3 separate regions of the Mus musculus genome follow, and all the other regions are linked to region 1. Evidence: chromatin contacts called from public Hi-C data. All regions are on one chromosome and are shown on one strand. Each heading gives the region's core, a stretch centred on a gene start, on an enhancer-like site or on the middle of the called end of the contact. The rest is flanking DNA. Distances are from core to core; before and after follow the strand shown. Region 1 overlaps Atrn (attractin). Region 2 overlaps 4930402H24Rik (RIKEN cDNA 4930402H24 gene). Region 3 overlaps 4930402H24Rik (RIKEN cDNA 4930402H24 gene).

Region 1 (2,942 bases), core at 257-2,756:
TTGGCCTGCGAGCTTTTTCTTTATCCTGCCTCACAGCTTGCTATTTAAGGCTTAATCTTGTCCAAAATTGGGTTACATCAGGAAACAGGAAAATAACTTCAGTATCATGTTATCCAACTGTGTATTGTTTACTTTATGGTAAATAATGGTGGGGTGGGGAGGGGAGGAGCCAGGTATCTTAGTTACTGTGCTATTGCTGTGAAGAGACACCATGACCAAGGCAACTTATGAAAGAAAGCATTTCATTGGGAACTTGGTTACAGTTTCAGAGAGTTAGTCCCTGACCGTCATGGCTGGAGCCTGGCAGCAGGCAGGCATGGCACTGGAGCAGCAGCTGAGAGCTCACATCTAACCCACATGCAGCAGACAGAGAGAATGTGTGGGCCTAGTGTGGGCTTTTGTGCAGGGATGACATGACATAGACAGACACCAAGATTCAAATCTATAAGCCTATGGAGTCCGCTCTCACTCATTCTACAACAGGCATGATGACATATACCTACAATCTCAGCACGTACTAGGCCTAGTACTTCAAGAGTTTTTTGAAGTTTGTTTGTTTGTCTGTTTGTCTGTTTGTTTGAGACAGGCCTCCTGTACCCCTGCTTAACCTCAAACTCCCTATGTAACTGAGAATGATCCTCAAGTTCTCATCATCCTGCCTCTGCCTCCATGGTGCTGAAGTTATAAGTGTGCATGACCACACCCAGTTTTATGTAGTGCTAAGGATGAAGTCTGGTGCTTCGCGAATGCTGAGCATGCCTTCTACCAACTGAACGACAGCCTCAGCAGTGGGCTGGTGCTGCAGTCTGGAGTATGTTGAGGTGTCTGAGATACAATGTCTATGATTAACTGTGTCAGCATTGAAAATGAATTTAAAATTTTTTTAGGGGAGAAGGCTAACTCTGAGCAGGGTGTCATGGCATTCACCATTAACCCCAACCCCCAATCAGAGAGATTTGCCTCCTCTCCCTCTCAAGTGCTTAAATTAAAACCTTTTGCTACCAGGCCCTGGCCTTCTTTTAATGTAAGATTTACTGTTCTCCCTATTGTTCTGACTGTGGAATTTCTAATGGTCTGTCTGGAGGCTCGCTGGCTCTTTCTTGCCTCTGTCCTGCCAATGCTAATCCACCCACTGGGATTTCTGTTTCCATTGCTGCATTTTTCAATTTTACAACTCCATCTGATATTCTCTTTTTAGATTTATTTATTTTTATCTTATGTGTCTGAGTGTTTTGCTTGCCTTCCTATCTGTGTACCATGCGCATGCAGTGCCAGCAGAGGCCACAAGAGGGCATCTACATCCTCTAGAACAGAAGTCCCAGCTGGCTGTGAGCAGGAGAAAATGCTCTTAGCCTCTCAGCCATCTTCCAGGCCCTCCACTTAAGATTCTTTCTAATAATTATTATTACATTTATTTATTTGGGCAAGGCCATGTATTTGCCAAGGCACAAAGATAATCAGAAGGCAACTGCCAGGAACTGGTTCCTTCTTCCACCCAAGTGGGTCACCAGGCCCAGCTGGACAAGTGCCTTAACCTGGCCTCTGGTATCCTGTTATGTCTTGTATTTGTTTTGGTGAGACTTTCTATTCTTTCATTTGTTTTATATGTGTGTAGCTGCTCATTGTAGTGTTTTAGGTAGGCCACCTTAAAATTCCATTTTTAATGCTGACACAGTTAATCACAGACATTGTATCTCACACACCTCGACATACTCCAGACTGCAGCACCAGCCCACTGCTGAGGCTGTCGTTCAGTTGGTAGAAGGCATGCTCAGCGTATGGGAAGCACCAGACTTCATCCTTAGCACTACATTCCTTGTCAGATAATTCTAATGTGTGTCACCCTAATGTCAATGTCTCTTTGATTTCTCATTCAAAACGAGATCATATTAGCTCTTGGCTGGGCAGATTTTGTATATCATGCTGTGAGACTCTAGATCCTCTTTGATTTTATGCCTTCTTAGACCCCTCCCATAGGATGGAGAAGGTCAACTTATTACTGCCATTACTGTTGCTGACAGCAGAGGTCAATGTCCTCACATGGCCTCTACTGGCACTGTCTGGGCAGAAGCTGTATTTCCAACTGGTGAACCTGAAAGCCCTATGACTACTTGGTGTCTCTGGTGCTAACCCTAGTCGTTGGGGCATCTTACTGTATCCTGGTAAGGAAGGACATCCAGGCTCCCCACTTAGCTTTACTGGCACAGATCAGGCCAGGGCTAGATTTCTGTGGCATCTGGCTGGCATAGAGACATTACTATTGAAAGTTTTGTCTTTCTAAATCCTTGGACTAAAGAGAGCACAAGATTTTCTGGAAGATCTTGCTTTAAATTTTTTTTTTATTCTTTTGAGATGCTACATATAATTAGAGGCCCTGCACATGGAGGCGAGAACCCCACCTCTGGGCTACATCCTACGTCTTTTCCTTAGGGTATTTTTTTTTCTTTCTTGTACCTATCAGTATTACTAAGTTGCAAATGTGCTCAGCAGTAAATTTAACATACATAGGCAAAAAGAAAAGTCTCAGGACACCCTGCCTCACACTGTTTACTGTGCTCAGGAGTACTGAGCCATACTGTTTTCTTGCTGCTGCTTTTTTTCTCTTGGTTGTTTACACACAGTGTTCAAGGTGTGTTAATCATAGTTAGTATTTCAATTTTTTCTTAGGTCAGCAAGAAAGCTCACAGAGGAAGAGTGCTTTGCTGCCAGCCTGATGACCTGGGTAACCCAAGTGATCTCACCTACAGGGTGGGAGCACAGCACAGCATTCCAAGTCTTTTTCTGACCACACAGGCACTATGGCACACAAACACACAGGATACATAAATGTTAAAAAAAAAAAAAGACTTTTATATTTTTCTCCATATAATTTAAAAGATTCCTCTTTCAACATTCCTTTTGCAAAGCAGTATCATTGTGTTTGTATATGTGTGTCCTTCCAC
Region 2 (2,942 bases), core at 165-2,664, 220 kb after region 1:
CTCAGGTCTGATGTCTCTCCATGGACTCAGACCTTTTGATAATAGTCCTGTGGGACAGTGCTGTCCTCTGTGGGATGAGAGCAGCCCCAAGGTCCGCTGGAGGTTGAATGTCCAGTTTATTGATCTGTATTGCTTTAGGCTTCAGAGACTGTAACACTGAACAAACACCTTATTGCAGAGAACTAAATGAGGAATGATGGGGCCAAAGAAGCACAGGAAGAAGACAAATCAGCAAGGAGAGGCTGTGGCTGACAGTCAGTGCATTCAGAGAAACCTGTGGGAGGGAGATACAGGGTACACGGAGCATCACCATGACTGCAGTGTCTATAAAGGCACAAAACGTCTCCATAAAAATGCCACTCAATGGAGCCCAGAGGTGGGGCACTCAGCTGGCACGTGCAACACTCTGAGTTTGATCCCCAGCACCATAGACCCCCAACAAATTGACACGTGACCAGAAACCAGAAGGAAGCCAGCCAGGTGTTTGCCAGAAGAAAAGAGCATTCCCACCCGAGGGGACAGAGTAGAAGTATGGCTGGCATATTCAGAGAGAATCCAGAAGGCCAGGTGCTGAGACCAGGGGACAGGCTGGGATCACGAAACTCTCCCTTGCACTTGAGAGGTCAGAGGGTGCAGGGCTGCCTGGCCCACTGTAAGGGCCTCAGCTTCTGCTCTGAGATGGAAACCACAAGAGGGTTTGAGCAGAGCAGTAACTGGATCGCTCAGAGGGCTTAGCATAGCCCTCTAGCCTCCCTGTTGAGAACAGTTTGCACTGGGGCAGGACAAAAGGGGGCGCAGCTGGGAGACCATTGGGGTGTCCTAGGTAAAGGACAGTAGCAGTCTGGACCCAGTGGGAGTGTGAGCAGTAATCTCTTTCAGGTTTATGCTGAAGACTAAGAGAAAATGGAATCAAAGAGGACCCAGATCTTTTGGCCCAGCATCTGAAAGTGTAAAAGTCCCCTGGGCTTAGAATAACAGGAACTTGGGAGGAACCGGCTTGAGGGTTTGGATTACAAACATATTCACTCCTAAGTGAAGACATCAAACTGGTTCTGTAAATCAAGATTGGAGGGAGTTCCAGGCAGAAGATGGAATAGAAATGGTATTTGACGGATCTGATGACCTTGTGAAATGGGAGGAGAAGGGGAAAGAACTAAAGAAAACAGAATCTGGCAGAGCTCCTGGGTTACACTAGAAAACCCTGTCCTGCCTTCAGAGCCCAGTCACTAGGTTCTTATCTCCAGAGTAGGTTGGCTCTCGGACCCAACTCTTCCTCTGAGGGGAACGGAAAGAACTTGGGAATGCAGAAACACACTGTGGATTCTAGGGCTCTAACCACAAAATGGGGTAACACAAGGGACTCTATGAGTCTCCCTTCTGCTTTGGGTCTCTCTTCAGCCCTCACTCAGCGCTCGGTGCTCCCCTCTTCCCTATTCTGTAGCCCCAACTAGGAAGCTAACTGTGTGTGTGTGCTTTCTTCCTTAGCTACACAGACGTCATTGATGTTGTGCAAGCCCTGCAGACTCACCCAGACCCAAACGTCAGGTCCTACTTCACCATTGGTGCCGTCACGGTGTGTGTGGAGCCCTTGAGCTGCTACATGGAGCACAGGTAGACACTTAGGATCGTCTCCATCCCATGATGTGGTACTGAAGTAAACTGTAGCAAGTTTCCCTCCCTTCCGGAATGAGACAGGTCTTTTCGCATGTTTGGCTTGTGGAACCACATATTGAATGAGATTATGGAAGACAGGCTTTATTCATCCCCATGAGAACAGGAGCCATGTCTTTTCAGTGCTTAGTGCATAGTTAGTATTCATGAAGGATCTATGGAAGTGGATTTTGCCAAGTGTGTGTAATGGATCTTGGGTTCAGTCCCAAGCAATGCAAATAAGGAAAGAAGGGACAGAAAGAGGGAAGGAGGAAGCGAATGAGGGAGGGAGGGAGGAAAATACATAATGTGAGAAAAGCTAAATGGGGTGGTTAAAGGTCTATAATCCCAGAACTCAGGAGGCAGAGATGGGAGGATCACTAGTTAGAAGCCAACTTAGGCTATAATGAGACTCTGTCTCAAAGAAAGAAATACTGACTAAGTAGGTGCTCAGGGCCAACCTGGGCTCCACCAGAGTGTGAGATCCTGGCTCAAAAGCGCAAAACAAACAAGCAGACAATAAATGAGTGTGTCTGCATATGAGTGTACCACAGACATAGTTTAATAAGACATGAATGGGGATAAGTATGTAGTTACTTAAATACAGAAGCCAGTCTAGGGACAAGAAACCCTTTCTCAAACAACAACAAAAAAAAGAAACATCAGTGTCTTCTGGTTGGATGAAGAAGGAAGCCACTGACACAGTGGCCCACACCTTTAATCCCAGCACTTGAGAGACAGAGGCAGGCAGGTCTCTGTGAGTTTGAGGCCAGCCTGGTCTACAGAGCTAGTTCCAGAACAGCCAGAGCTACACAAAGAACTCTGTCTCAAAAAAACTGAAGGAAAAAATAAAAGAAAGCCACCATATTAATTGGAAGGACAAGAATAAGATATGAGAAATTTCATTCCATTTTTTAAGAAATCATGCATGCATATGTGGTGGATTGAATTAGAATGCCACCCATAGACACATCTTTTTGTATGCCTGGTCCCCAGTTGATGGAACTATTTGGGAAGGATTAGGAGGTGTGGCTTTGCTGGAGGGGGTGTGTCACTGACTTTGAGGTTCCAAAAGACTGCTATGAGTGCTCTCTCGACCCCCTGCCTCCTGCTTTTGGATCAACATGTGAGCTCTCAGCTGTTCCGGCCACCATGCCTTTCCTCCTCCTCTAGCCAAACCATGTGCCAAACACTTCCTTTTATGAGATGCCTTGGATTATCACAGGAATAGAAAGTAACTAAGACAGCATGTTAAGTCCATGTGATCTACATACTTATCTCCTCCAGCTTTT
Region 3 (2,942 bases), core at 220-2,719, 160 kb after region 1:
CGGGTCTTGGGGACCTGCATTTAATTACAATAGACAAGACCAAACCTCAACACAGAGACATATACAAGGCTACAAGAAAAGGAAGCCTATGGTATTTGAAGCTCCAAAAAATACTAAACACAATTTAATACCCAGTCAGATTAACATCAAGTTTTACACTAAAGGCTTGCTTTTTTTCAGGCCTTGTTACTAGAGTTACTGTGTCTAGCTTCGACAGAAAGTTACAAGGCATACCAAAAGTTGAGGGAAAGGTATTGTGTGAAAAGACAAATGTGTTATTTCTAAAACTTTAGGACTATGGCCGATGTCTGTAATCTCACTTGGGAGTTGGGACAAGAAAGTTGCAAGTTCAAGACTAGCTTGAGCAACATAGCAACACTCTTGTCTGACAGGAGTGGAGTGGTGGTGGTAATATAACCTTCAGAATCAGATAAGACTCATATTTTAAACTTCTTAAAATAGAATTTGTTTTGTTATTGTTATTTGCAGGATAAGATGTTGTGATAAAACACTGACCGAAGCAACTTAGTGAGGGAAAGGATTTATTTGGCTTATACTTTGAGATCACAGTCCATCACTCAGGGAAGCTGGGATGGGAACTCAAGCTGGCAATTGAACTGTAGACTGTGGAAGAGCTACTTCCCTTGCCTGCTTAGCTAGCTTCCTTGTACAGCCTAAGGCCACTGCCCACAGTGGGATAGGTCTCTTCCATCTATTCATTAGGACAGTTCCCCTATATATAGACAATGCCCACCAACAGCCTGATCTGGGTAATCCTTCAATTGAGACTCTCTTATCAGGTGTTTTAGACTTTGTCATATTGACAGTTAAAGTTAGCTAGAACCCCTCCCCAAATCATGTAGTAGGAGAGAACCAACTCCCCAAAAGTTGTTTTCTTAGTTCCACATGTACACTATAGTAACCTGTTTGCACCCCTCACACAAATAAAATCAAAATTAAAAACAAATATTTAAATTTAAACAAATAAATACTATTGTTTAAATCAAATTAAGTCATCTTTGTCTATAAAAATAAATTAGACTGGGCAGTGGTGACACACACCTTTAATCCCAGGAGGCAGATTTCTGAGTTCCAGGACAGCCTGGTCTACAGAGTGCGTTCCAGGACAGCCAGGGCTACACAGAGAAACCCTGTCTGGAAGAAAAAAGAAAATAAGTAAATCAGGTTCAGTTAAGTAAACGTCGTTGCATTAACTGTTTGCTTTCATGTCTTCAGCATCACTTGTCTACGTGTGCTCCGTTTTAAGAGTCTGATTATTGTGCAAATGTTCATGAAGCAGGGTGTGTGTGTGCCATGGCAGATGAGTGGAGGTCTGAGGACAATCTGGTGAAGTCTGTTTCCTCCTTGCATCTTTCCATGGTTTCTGGGGACTGAGTTTAGATGGCCAGGCCTGTGAGCCAGCTCACCAGCTCCTAGTGCACTCATCTTTCTTTCTTCTCCCCACAACGTTCAGGTCGCTCAGTGTGTCTCACCAAAGGGACCTCTGGCCTGTTCAAGAACATACTTTTTTGGAGCTACTCATGTTCCTTATTTGGGTAAGTCTCTATGAATAGTTATCTTACCAGCTATTACCTAATGGTTTTTCCTATGAAAGAGACATTATTATACAATTTACTATTTTATGCAAAATTCCATCTTGTAGGCATTTATCTTTCCCTGATTGCAACTATAGAATCAATTTGTTTAACTCATTCCTCACAGAATTCATTTCAATTCAACCTATAGTTTAAAGTTTAGCTGTGTTTATCCCCTGTGCTGTGTCAGAAGAAGGGCCAAGATTAATGAGACAGTTTGGGATAGCCGGGATGTGAGCTCCAGTCGGATCACATGACTGAACTCCTGCCTAGCTGCTCTGTGAAAAGAGGAAGTAGGCTGTGATAGGACACCCAAGGCTGAGGACTTGCAACAGTGAACTTCAGGAAGGCTAGGCCAAGTAGGGGAACACTACTTGCTGGGGTACTCTGAAGCTTCGGGTATCCAAAGAGACATGGGGGAGAAACTTTTAAATTGAGTGTGGCTCTCAGCATTGCTTCCCAGAGGTCAGGATTCAGAGGCCATTCATATAGAAGCCAGGAAGTTCTGGAAAGAAAGATTACTTAGATCAGATAATTAAAAAAATTAAAAATAGCCAGGCAGTGGTGGCACACGCCTTTAATCCCAGCACTCAGGAGGCAGAGGCAGGCAGATTTCTGAGTTCGAGGCCAGCCTGGTCTACAGAGTGAGTTCCAGGACAGCCAGGGCTATACAGAGAAACCCTGTCTCAAAAAACCAAAAAAAAAGAAAAAAGAAAAAAAGAAAATTTAAAAACAACTTAAACAACATTAATTTAAGTGTGTGTGTGTGTGTGTGTGTGTGTGTGTGTGTGTGTGTGTGTGTGTGTAAAAACATTCAAGAGCCTAAGATTCTGTGAAATGAATTGAAAAAGAGTCAGGGGGTAAATGAAAGTCTGAGAAAATTCTGGGAAAAGGCAAGTACCGCTTGCCGTCTGTGCGTGTGTAGTATTTAATTTAACCTGGAACATTTCCCTTTCCAGGTGACAACGAGAAGCTGCCCAGGACCACGGAGCAAATGTAAGTCCTTAAGCCAGATAGGTTTCCTCTTCTCAGAGTTGAGTTTCTCTCTGAGGCCCTCCTGCTTCCCCTTGGGGTCCACACTGCTGGGGACAGACGGACACTGCTGTCTGTCTATGGCTCAGCCAGTCCCAGAACGGCTCAGTCTGGAGCCTTGTCCAGAGGGCTTGGCCGCTTTGCCATCTGCTCCTCCCTCTGGAATGCTTCCTGATCTCCCTGTGTGTATGCTCATACATTTGTATGACATAACTTCCCTTCCTGCATATTATACACAGTAAAAAATACTTAATTGAGGATTTTTCGAAAACCAAAACCTTCTGCGATTCCTTGGGGGAAGTCTGATATCTCATG

The links. A called contact is a pair of places that touch in the nucleus more often than the background predicts.
Region 2: a contact with region 1 is called in a Hi-C map of bone marrow-derived macrophages, with 28 read pairs. The contact joins two enhancer-like sites. A contact is called at or near these places in 2 of 484 Hi-C or Micro-C datasets (bone marrow-derived macrophages and nephron progenitors), 2 of 115 datasets of contacts at active chromatin or transcription factors (embryonic stem cells and microglia) and 2 of 9 other capture datasets (adipose tissue and pancreatic islet).
Region 3: a Hi-C map of bone marrow-derived macrophages shows a contact between it and region 1, with 32 read pairs. The contact joins two enhancer-like sites. A contact is called at or near these places in 2 of 15 datasets of contacts at CTCF or cohesin (the NIH/3T3 cell line and pro-B cells), 5 of 484 Hi-C or Micro-C datasets (Th1 cells, bone marrow-derived macrophages, embryonic stem cells and 2 more) and 2 of 9 other capture datasets (adipose tissue and pancreatic islet).

What each region holds. Positions count from the first base shown.
Region 1 is chr2:130,949,100-130,952,041 of GRCm38.p6, reverse strand. All of the region lies in intron 6 of Atrn (attractin), which reads right to left. Among named protein-coding and RNA genes, the nearest start is that of Atrn, 44 kb to the right of the region's middle. Within about 2 kb of position 1,506, at least 17 of the 459 cell types and tissues checked have an H3K27ac peak or open chromatin away from gene starts, as enhancers often do. A contact at or near this core is called in bone marrow-derived macrophages, where this site is marked.
Region 2 is chr2:130,729,458-130,732,399 of GRCm38.p6, reverse strand. 4930402H24Rik (RIKEN cDNA 4930402H24 gene) reads left to right here. Exons shown (of 37, transcript NM_029432.2): 28 at 1,486-1,611. Among named protein-coding and RNA genes, the nearest start is that of Slc4a11, 33 kb to the right of the region's middle. Within about 2 kb of position 1,414, at least 34 of the 459 cell types and tissues checked have an H3K27ac peak or open chromatin away from gene starts, as enhancers often do. A contact at or near this core is called in bone marrow-derived macrophages, where this site is marked.
Region 3 is chr2:130,784,073-130,787,014 of GRCm38.p6, reverse strand. It overlaps 4930402H24Rik (RIKEN cDNA 4930402H24 gene), which reads left to right. Exons shown (of 37, transcript NM_029432.2): 11 at 1,475-1,556; 12 at 2,555-2,591. Among named protein-coding and RNA genes, the nearest start is that of 4930402H24Rik, 55 kb to the left of the region's middle. Within about 2 kb of position 1,469, at least 12 of the 459 cell types and tissues checked have an H3K27ac peak or open chromatin away from gene starts, as enhancers often do. A contact at or near this core is called in bone marrow-derived macrophages, where this site is marked.